Regions from separate parts of the Sus scrofa genome. Here region 1 is linked to region 2. A link is a contact called in public Hi-C data. All regions are on one chromosome and are shown on one strand. Each heading gives the region's core, a stretch centred on a gene start, on an enhancer-like site or on the middle of the called end of the contact. The rest is flanking DNA. Distances are from core to core; before and after follow the strand shown.

Region 1 (5,530 bases), core at 1,461-3,960, 1.3 Mb before region 2:
TCTTGCTCCATTGTGCTTTCACTTATAAACACAAGTTCAAAGGCAAAATTATTAAGAATTTCAAATTGTGACAATTGAGCATTAAATCAAGTGCAAGTTCCCTCTGAAAGCAGAACCCTATGCAATTGCACAGTTACATGCCTATGAAGCCAATTCTAGTTTAAGAAGAGTTCTAGTTAATCCACAAACTTTTCAGCACTTGGTATTATCAACCTCTTAATTTTAGCCATTTTGTGAATGTGTAAAGATATCTCATTGTAGTACTGATGTGCATTTCTGTGAACATATTAATGAGTGTATCTTTTATATGTTTATTAGTCATTTGGGGTGTGTGTATGTCTGTGTGTGATGCCTGTTTGCCTATTTTTCTTTTTCTATTGGCTGCTTGTCTCTTTTTTTCTCTCTCCCTTTTAAATTTTTTTTCTTGATTTGTAACAGTTGTTTTTATATTCTGGAAAGAGCATTATATATATTACATGCATGCAAATATCTCTCTCCATTTTTTTTGTTTATTTTTTGTCTTTTTAGGGCCACAGCCATGGCATATGGAGGTTCCCAGGCTAGGGGTGGAATGGGAACTATAGATGCTGGCCCACACCACAGCTATAGCAACGCCAGATCCAAACCACATCTGCGAACTACACCACAGCTCACGGCAACACCGGATCCTTAACCCACTGAGAGAGGCCAGGCATCAAACCTGTGTCCTCATGGATACTAGTCAGATTTGTTTCCACTGAGCCACGATGGGAACTCCTCTTTCCCCATTCTATGACTTGCTTTTTACTCTCTTATCATGTATTTAGATTACTGGAAGTTCTTTTTTTTGGCATTCTCTGAGGCATGTGGAAGTTCCCTGGCCAGGGATCAAACCTGCACCACAGCAGTAACCTGTGCCATAGCAGTGACAGTGCTGAGTCCTTAACCAGTAGGTCACCAGGGAATCCAGAAGTTGCTAATTTTAATACATTTTAGTTTCTCAGTCTTCTCCTTTGGGGTTAACTGCTGGTTTCAGAAATCTTTGCTTTTCTCCAAATCATAATGATATTTTCTTATATCATCTTCTCAAAGTTTTATTGTTTTGTCTTTCACATTTAGATCCACAATCCATCTGAAATTTACTTTTTGTAATTGGTAACGGGTAGGAGATCAAACTTTGTTAATGCTGCTTTTAGTCAATAAGACAATGGGATGGGTTCCCAGTCCAACTCTGGCTTGTTCTATATAATAAATCCTACTATGACTTCATACTAAAATGAGTACTGTTTTTAAAATGTCTGTAAAATCATAAAAAACAAGGTTTTTTGCTTGTTTTATGGAATCAAAGTTAGTTCTTTAGAAAAAAGCTTCCACTAATAGCAAATTTAAAGATTTAGCTTCAGAATAGGCAGTTCCACAGCTATTCTAAATTCTGCCTGCTAAGACTTTTGAGTATTACAGTTAAAATGAGGATTTCGGAGTTCCCGTCGTGGCGCAGTGGTTAACGAATAAGACTAGGTACCATGACGTTGCGGGTTCAATCCCTGCCCTTGGTCAGTGGGTCAAGGTTCCGGCGTGGCTGTGAGCTGTGGTGTAGGTTGCAGACATGGCTCGGATCCTGCGTTGCTGTGGCTCTGGCGTAGGCTGGCAGCTACAGCTCCGATTGGACCCCTAGCTTGGGAATCTCCATATGCCGCGGGAGCGGCCCAAGAAATGGCAAAAAGACCAAATAAATAAATAAATAAATAAATAAAAAATAAAATGAGGATGTCAATTGTGGGTGGATCAAAGTAAACTCATCAAAAAAATTCCAAGAAATCCTGAGATGATAATATTCTGGGTATATCTACACCTTGTCTTCATATTGGAATGACAGCAATACCATGAACGTTCACATTGATCCATCCTATTTGTCACCATGATTTGTTTTATTAAGACAACATCCCCTCTTTCCCGTCATTGGTCTTGACTCTTTCCAACATATTCTACATTTAGCAGACAGTAATCTGGCCTTTATCTATTCAGCCTCATTCCTTGCCATCAGTGGCCTACTCCACCTGAACTTAGCTCCCTGGTAGACGCCACTTTGCAGATGTTGGTCCTTTGAGAACCTACCTCCATCACTCTGCTCTTCCCTGGTTGGTTCCTATTTGTATTCCAGGACTAAGCATTATCTCATTCAGAAAGCCTGGTTTACAGGAAGTGCTCAACAAGTTTAGGGGTTATTATTATTAAAGATCATGTAGTTAAGAGTTCCCTGGTGGCCTAGCAGTTAAAGGATATGGCATTGTCACTGATGTGGCTTGGATCACGGCTGCGGCACGAGTGAGATTTCTGGCCAAGGAACTTCTGCGTGCTGCAGGCATGGCCAACAACAACAACAAGATAGTGTAATTAAAATCAACTATACTTCAATAAAGGCAATGTAATTAAAGGTGTCTCCCCAGAGTGATTATTGGTGGAGTGTATGAATGAGATGAGTGTTTGTTGAATAAATGGATGAATAGGTCTTCGCTTTTATCACGTTAGCAACTTTCCAGGTCAGACGATGTAAGAAGCTGGTGGAAGAAAATGTGAGAAAACCTACACTTCAGATGACGCCGAGAATGTAATTCGTTTTCTCTCCCAACCTAACCTAAAGCACTCTCCTTTTTCTCAGCCTAACTGGATTCTTGAGGTGAGATCATCGATTAGCTGGGGCTTGGCTCGGCCGACGCCGCTCGGCTAGTTGGGGCTGGATCCTCCCTCCGGAAGTGGCTTGGAGGCCGTTGTGCCGGCGTCGTCTCCCTGGCTCGGCTGGGCGGCTGGGGGTTTCGCGCGGCCATGGCAGACCCTGACCCCCGCTACCCCTGCTCCTCGATCGAGGATGACTTCAACTATGGCAGCTGCGTGGCCTCCGCCAGCGTGCACATCCGAATGGGTACGTGGCCCCTCGCCGGGCCCCTCTCGGCCACCCTCGTCTGTCAGGCGCGCTGCGGGTCTCTGGGGGCGGGTTTCCGGTTTCCGAGGCGAGCATCCCCCACGGTGGTGCTCTGGAGACAGCGCCTGAGTCCAGGGGTTCAGACCGCAGCCTTCCGACCCTGCGGGTCCCCCATCTCGGAGGAAGAGCGTCCTCCCTCCGCAGGGGTCAGAGGGGGAGGAGAAGTGGTAGCCCCGCTGTGCTCTTTGACACCTGATCTGGAGTCCCTCAGTCTTCTTGGGTGTAGAAAGGGACAGCTGAATATTTCACAGCCTGAATCTGGCATCTTTCAATTAAGAGAAACCAAGGGTTACTTTTTTGGTGAAAATAAGCTTATTATGTGATCGTTGTGACGCACACCTGAAAGGAGTTACCTGCTTGAATGTTTTTGGTTTAGAACAGCGTTTCAAGTTTCTATGCCCTTGTCTGTCTTTGCCGAATCGTAAGATCTGTGAGGGCAGGCACCATATCTATTTCGTTGCTGTTTTTTCTCTGCAGGACCTAGAACTCAACATTTTGAGGCAGTTGCTGGAAGTGGAAGTTTCCTAAGACCATGTTAGTTATGTTACTATGCAATGTTCAGTGGGCAGAAATTATTTGAATTTAAAATGCTCAGCTTCATGCAAGTGGAATTCATTGTCTGCTCTAGTTCAGCCAGTTGGTCACGGAAGCTGCCTCAGGTTTTCATCCTATATGGCAGCTGGAACTTTTCCTGGAAGAGGAATTATGAAGAGATTATGCACAGAGAATCTTGATTCCTAGTATCTGTATTTCTAGAATTGAATTTTGAAATTATTTTGGCAAGTGGGCTCAGCTTTTAAATTAGAAAGTTGTAAATTGTGGTAAAATATGCATAACATTAAAATTTTACCATTTTAATTATTTTTAAGTACAGTACAGTATGTTAAGCATTTTCAGTGTCACCAGAATGTTTTTATCTTGCAAAACAAACTCTATACTCAGCAAACAACTTCCCACTTTCCCCTTTCCCTAGCTCCAGGAAGCCACCGTTCTACTTTTCTGTTCTGTGGATTCGACCACTCTAGATCCCTCATCTAACTGGAATCATACAGTATTTGTCTTTTTGTGACTGGTATATTTCAATCAGTACGTTTTTAGCAAGTGCATTCATTTTGTGGCATGTCAGAGTTTTTTTCCTTTTTAAGGCTGAATAATTTTCTATTGTATGTATAAACCACATTTTGTTTATTCACCTGTTGGTGGACACTTGGGTTACTTCCACCTGACTATGACTATTGCCGCTATAAACAGAGGGGTACAGGTTTCTATGGGATCCTGTTATCAGTTCTTTTTGATCTGTATGCAGAAGAGGAGTTGCTGGATCACATGTGTTTTAATGAAAAACCTGAGTTTTTTCCCTCCTGACTGAGTAGGGAAGGTTTTTCATCCTCTGTTTCTCCTTTACTTCTGACATTTCTGGTCACCAAAAGTGTGGTGGCTTTCCCCTCACCAATAATTCTCCATGGCATCACCTGGGTGTCCTACAATTTAACTTAATTCTGATACCACGTAGCACTAGGAGATAGTGTCAGATCCCAGGGGTTAGGGACTCAGTTCCACAAGACTGCTGCCACCCTACTTTATTTTTTATTTTTATTTTTTTTTGCATTTTAGGGCTGCACTTGCAGCATATGAACTTCCCAGGCTAGGGGTCAAATCAGAGCTACAGCTGCCACCTACACTACAGCTCATGGCAACGCCAGATCCTCAACCCACTGAGCATGGCCAGAATTGAACCAGCCTCCTCATCGTTGCTAGTCAGGTTCATTACCGCTGAGCCACGATGGGAACTCCACTGCTACCCTACTTTAAATGTTTAGTGCAAGCACTAGGTCCCTAGGTTACCTACAACTTCTGTCATACTTGGTTACAAATCAGTTTCCCATCACCCCTCCTTAGGTTTGATAAATTTGTGAGAGTGGCTCACAGAACTCAGGGAAACACACTCAGGTTTACTGGTTTATTAACTGATACAGATGAACAGCCAGATGAAGAGATATATAGGATGAAGTCTGGGAGGGCCCTAAGCACAGGAGCTTCTGCCCTTATAGAGTTGGGGTGCATCACCCTTCTGGTATGAGGCTGTGTTCACCAACCTGGAAGCCCTCCATACCCCAAATTATTATTATTATTTTGCTTTTTAGGCCCACATGTGTGGCATATAGAAGCTTCCAGGCTAGGGTTTCAGTTGGAGCTGCAGCTGCCAGCCTATACCACAGCTACAGCAACACTGGATCTGAGCCTCATCTGCGACCTACACCACAGCTCACAGCAATGCTGGACCCTTAACCACTGAGCAAGGCCAGGGATCAAACCCACATCCTCATGGATACTGGTCGGGTTCGTTACTGCTGAACTATGACGGACCTCCCTCCCCACCATTTTTTTTAAATCTCTTTACCGCCACACCTAGAGCATATGGACGTTCCCAGACCAGAGGTTGAATCAGAGCTGCAGCTGCTGAGGATCCAACCCACTGAGCAAGGCCAGGGGTTGAACCTACACCCCCATGGATACTGTGTCAGGTTCTTAACCCCCTGAGCAAGGCCAGGGGTTGAACCTACACCCCCA
Region 2 (5,560 bases), core at 1,914-4,413:
ATAAGCTGCAGGTGCAGCCCTGAAAAGACAAAAAAAAAAAAAAAAAAAAAAAAAAATTAATGGAATATGGAATCAAAGTGAGAAAGATGAGTGAGAAAATCAAGTGGAATTATCCAGTCTCTCCACAGAAAACATTACAAATCTGGAGTTCCCATCGTGGCTCAGCGGAAACGAATCTGACAAACATCCATGAGAAAATGCTACAAACCATTGTCATATGACGAGTAGATTAAAGAGTACATAGCCATTGGAGTTCCCGTCATGGCTCAGTGATTAACAAATTCGACTAGGAACCATGAGGTTTCGGGTTCGATTCCTGGCCTCGCTCAGTGGGTTAAGGATCCAGCGTTGCTGTGAGCTGTGGTGTGTAGGTCACAGATGCAGCTCGGATCCTGCGTTGCTGTGGCTCTGGTGTAGGCCTCGGCTACAGCTCCAATTAGACCCCTGGCCTGGGAACCTCCATATGCTGCAGGAGAGGCCCTAGAAAAGGCAAAAAGACAAAAAAAAAAAAAAAAAAAAAAAAAAGAGTACATAGCCATAAAATGTGGGGAAAAACTTTGGAAAGGTGTGCCTGAGTTAACTAATTTAAAAACATATTATTTTAGGAGTTCCCTGGTGGCCCAGTGTTAAGGATCTGGCATTGTCATTGCTGTGGCATAGGTTCAGTCCTTAGCCCAGGAACTTCCACATGCCATGACCCAGCCAAAAAAAAAAAAAAAAATTTGTTATTTTAAAATTTTGCATTATTTGTAATACTTTTCAACTTTCAATAATTTATAATATTGTGATTTCTTTTCTCAGTCTAAATAAATATTCACTTTTGTACTTAATGTCGTATTTGTAAATATTTTTCTTAAGGAGCCTCTCTCACCAAATTGTACATAAGCTTTAGGCCACACAAAATCTTGATTTACCCCTGCTATCATCATCTCTCCATCTAATTGATCTGTCTACAACCATTCTTGTCCTCTTCTAATCTGTACACCAAGCCACAGCCAAAAGGATCTTATAAAAATTCATGTATGATTATATTTCTCCTCTATTCTTCCAGTGATTTTTTCCATTAGCCTTAGGATAAAGACCAAAATCCTCGACGTAGGGTTTGGTCCCTGCCTACTTCTCCCCCTCCTTCTCATCCACAGCTCCAACCACTCTGGCTTCTTTAGTTCTTTGAATACATCACTTCAGGATCTTTGCATATGCTGTGCCCTGTGCCTAGGAGACATTCTATCACCGCATAGTTTCAGTAACAAATTATTTCTTTGACTTACAGTGCTGTGCCAATTTCTGCTGTACAGCAAAGTTATTTATTCAAATTTCAGATTGTCATTCAGGGCTACTTCCTCAGGGTATCTTAGACTAGGTCAGCCCCTAATCTCCTTAAATGCTCATCACACTTTTTTTTTTTTTTCTTTTCAGGGCTGCACGTGGAGGTTCTGAGGCCAGGGATCTAATAGGAGGAAGATCCGAGCTGCATCTGCGACTTACACCACAGCTCATGGCAACACCAGATCCTTAACCCACTGAGAAACCTCGAATCCGAAACCTCATGGTTACTAGTCAGATTTGTTTCGTTGTGCCACAATGGGAACTCCTCATTGCACTTTTTTTTTAACTTCCTCATCCCACTCTTTACTTTTCCTTCATAGCATATCTCCCTACTTGTAATTATATACTTCTGTGATTGTGAGATTATATATTTCTGTCACTAGATTGCAAATTCCATGAAAGAGGAACAGTGTCTCTTCAGCCTGAGCCTAGCATCTGGAACAATGTTGGCACCTAATTGTACAATCTCTGGCCTCAAATAGTTTACAATCTATCCTAGAAAATAAAATAGTGATAAAATTTTACAATTTGGGGGCATGAGTGCAGATGGAACAGATTCTTCTTTTGTGCAAGTCTTCCAGCAAGTCTTGAAATATGAATATATCCGGGTTATTCTATTAGTGTGCAAATTTAGCCTAGCCCGAGCCTGTAATACAGTACACTGGCCATCTTGGAAGTGCTCTGACCAGATTCCCAGCACAATTTGTTTTTGCACTGGAGGTTACTTCATTTTTAAGTCTCTTGTCTTCTATAGACATTTAAAAAAACAAAACTATAATCAAACAAAGGCAACGTTTCCTTTTGCATAAGTCTGATAGTTGTATCTATGACATTCCGAAGCACTTCTACAATTATTATTACCTTATTGTATAGTGCTTTCACAAGTTTTAAAAGACTTGGAGTTGGATAGTCCAGCTTGGAAAAAATATGCCTTATTTGTTAGAAATCAGGAAGTACAGCCTGTTGTTCTCCGTTGGGAATGTTTGCTGATTCACCTCGCCAGAAGATATTTCTTTCACTAGTTTATTTTTTGGATTCCACATATACAATATTTGTCTTCCTCTGTCTGACTTATTTCACCAAGCATAACACCCTCCAATGCCAGCGATATTTCTGTTTTCCTAGATCTGAGCAGAGGGGCAGGGTAGAGCTGTTCCAGAGCTATCCCAGCAATATTTGGAGCCCTGGTTTCACAGAATTTTTTTCCTTAAAGATTAATTAATAATGCGGTTGGGTGCAGTTGCTGGCCTTTTGTTTTTGCTCAACGTGCACATCCTTCAACATCGTGTAGGAGGTCTTCTGCAAATTCACCAATTGAGTATTAGGTTAAATAGTCCAAAACTCACCAAGGAATATTAGGCTTAGAATATCCTAAATTGTTTGAAACCACGGTACCAGCTGAGGAATAGCATAACCAGGCTTGGAGTTAGGAGCACCGACCTGGAATCCAGCTCCAAATTTAATAGCTGAGCTGTAGGGAAAATTTTAAACGATTAAATATAAGGGCCTTCAATAAGTGTTCGTTGACTCCGAGATTAAATATAGTAGAGCCCAGACTTTGCCCACCAGTTGCTCTTACTACCTCTAGGCACATTCCTCCTTTCTCCTAATTGCTTCCAGTTGGGTGATTCCCTCCTTTAACCGTATCTTCTCTCCATTTTCATTTCAAAGCGCTCTGAGATGAGTCCTATCACTACCAAATGTCTTCCCAAGCCAGGAGCAAGGGCGGGTTCCGCTCCCGGTTAGTAGCCGGCTTCCCACCCCTTTCGGCCCACTTCCGGGTTTCTCTCTCCACTGTTTCCGCTCTCCGCTCCCTTTCCGCCCGCAGCCTCGCCCGCCCCGCCTCCCGTCACGTGACAGCAGGCGTGCCCCGCCCCCTGCCCCCGGTTCACGTGATCGCGCCGGGGGAGAAAACGCCTGACCCAAACCCCCGGCCTTCACTGTAAGCCCTTTCTTCTAGTGGCTCGTCGGCCTCCAGCCCTCCAGTCACCTGTGCGGCTCTCCACTCCACCCGGGGTCTCCCCCGGAGCCCTGTCAGCCATGCGGCTCCTGCCTCTGGCCTCAGGTGGGCCGCGGCGGGGCAGTCCCCGTCACCTGCCCTCCTGTAGCCCAGCGCTGCTGCTGCTGCTGTGTGGCTGCCTGGGGGTCTCCCGGGTGGCGGCGGCTGACTCTCGGAGGCCCAATGTGGTGCTGCTCCTCGCCGACGACCAGGACGAAGTGCTCGGCGGCATGGTAACTCCTCTATTTCTGCCCCGCCCCTCCATCTCCCGGGCTGCCTCCCTGGTTTCTGGCCCTCGTAACCCATCCCCTTTCCCTGAACTAGCTGCCTCGACCCTCAGTAGGTTTGCTTTTACAGCGCCAGGTTCTTTACCCAGGCTTAGGAAGCTGCAGGGCTCTGTTTCCTCTTTCCTCCGAGTTTCTTCTGGATCCGCACACATGCACGCACCGCACAGAGCTTTTAGTCTGGACCTTACTGCTGAGGAGTTTGCTTCACATCTCAAGACAAACATGTGGAAGCCAATTAGGGATGGGATGGGATGAACCAATGAGAAGCAGGTGCACGCAAGTCTTGATTGTTTTTCTTTCTGATTGGAGGATAAAATGCAGCCCCCTTTAAGAGGGACCTAGCCCACCTCTGGATTTGACCCTTTGTGCAATATCTGTGCCTGATATTTATGAAATAAGTGCTGAAGTGAACTATTCTGGTCGGTAGGGTGTTGAACGATTCAGGGTGTGCTTTGCCTTACAAGAATCAAGAAATTTCAATTAGCCTAATGGAACACCTGGCTGGTGCATTAGATACTGTGGAGTGTTCCCTTTTGTATCAGATGGGTGTTGTTTTGAAATTTCATTCTTTCCCGAAATGCATCTTGCTCCTGTTCTGGAATTTATGGAATTTATGCCCTTCAAGAACATCCACCCAACTATCTACTCATGGAGGCCCAAATTGGCTTGCCCAAGGCACATAAGTAGTTGTGGCAGTCCGGACAAAATCCTGACTAGTTCTCTGATCCTGGGCATAGATAGCATTCCTCTTATTAAAAAAACAAATGCTGGATTACTGTGTTCCTTTCAGTTCTCTTTTTGCTTTCAACTAAATGCTGTGGAAACACTCTAGGCAAGGGGTTCCTAACTGTCAGCGTGTGGGAACACCCTATCTCAGTGTCCTTCAAACTGCTGATTTCAACCCATAAGTGAGTTGTGAAATCGGTTTAGTGAGTAGATACCAGCATTTTTACTTCCCTGTGGAATAGAGTAGAATAGAAAATGTCTGTGATACCTGCAGTAAAGGTAAGCTCATTCATATGTAGATATTTCTGGGTTATGCATTAAGGTGTATTTCTTCCTTCATCAGTTGTCTTTCCTAGCTGATGTTTAAGATGCTTGCATTTTGACTCCACACTTTTTCCTCCCCCATGTATCTCATTGCGTTTTAGTTTCTACCACTAAACATTGAAGAGTCTTGACATTGAAGAGTCTTGACTTAATTGCCCTCCTGATTTTTCTTTTATCCAACATTCCAACTGCTACCCTTATCCTCCTCACAAAACTCCCTTTAAAACAAATTTGTGTGTGTGTTTGAGTTGTTTTGTCCAGAAAAAGCAAGCCATCTCTATCAAAAGTTAATTATAGTTTAGTGACTTAATTAACAGGCCAAGCTTTCACATCTCTATCAAAAACAGAATCCATCACTTAAATATAAGGTATTCAGAATTCAGTTCTTATAGACCACCGATATGGTCTGTGTATATTTGAGATTTCTTCCCCTTGGTGTGTTAACCATATTCGCTACTTTAAACCAGTAGCAATTTCTTTTTTATCGATGTTTATGTTGGAGAGAAGAGTTAAGTGGAGGGGAAAAGTCCAATTTAATACTCCCAATTCTCTGGAGAATTCTGGCTTCTCTTGTAGCCTTTTACAAAATATTCTATCACTAGTTGTCAACAGGACTCAAAGGGGAAGAGCTAAGATAATAACAGCATTTTAGAACCTACTTGGAGCCAGAGTGTGAACTGTTTAATACTTGTGCTTCCATCATCACAGGTATCCTCTGCTCTAGGTATTATCATTATCTTTAAAAGGGGGGAAAATAAAACTTGGAAGTTAAGTAACGTGGCCAGGGTTCATATAGGTATACTAAGGGTCAAAGTCTGGTGTTTTATAGTCTCAGATACCTCTGCTTTTTCTCCTGTTTTAGAATACTGTTGGTAGTGCTGTTTCACCAGGTTCA

The links. A called contact is a pair of places that touch in the nucleus more often than the background predicts.
Region 1: a Hi-C map of heart right ventricle shows a contact between it and region 2, with 5 times the contacts expected there. The contact joins the promoter of TMBIM4 here to the promoter of GNS in region 2. A contact is called at or near these places in 1 of 47 Hi-C or Micro-C datasets (heart right ventricle) and 1 of 2 datasets of contacts at active chromatin or transcription factors (alveolar macrophages).

What each region holds. Positions count from the first base shown.
Region 1 is chr5:30,508,738-30,514,267 of Sscrofa11.1, reverse strand. It overlaps TMBIM4 (protein lifeguard 4), which reads left to right and starts at 2,710. Exons shown (of 7, transcript XM_003481653.4): 1 at 2,710-2,899. The coding sequence starts at 2,803.
Region 2 is chr5:29,187,886-29,193,445 of Sscrofa11.1, reverse strand. GNS (N-acetylglucosamine-6-sulfatase) reads left to right here and starts at 3,163. Exons shown (of 14, transcript XM_021091947.1): 1 at 3,163-3,561. The coding sequence starts at 3,370.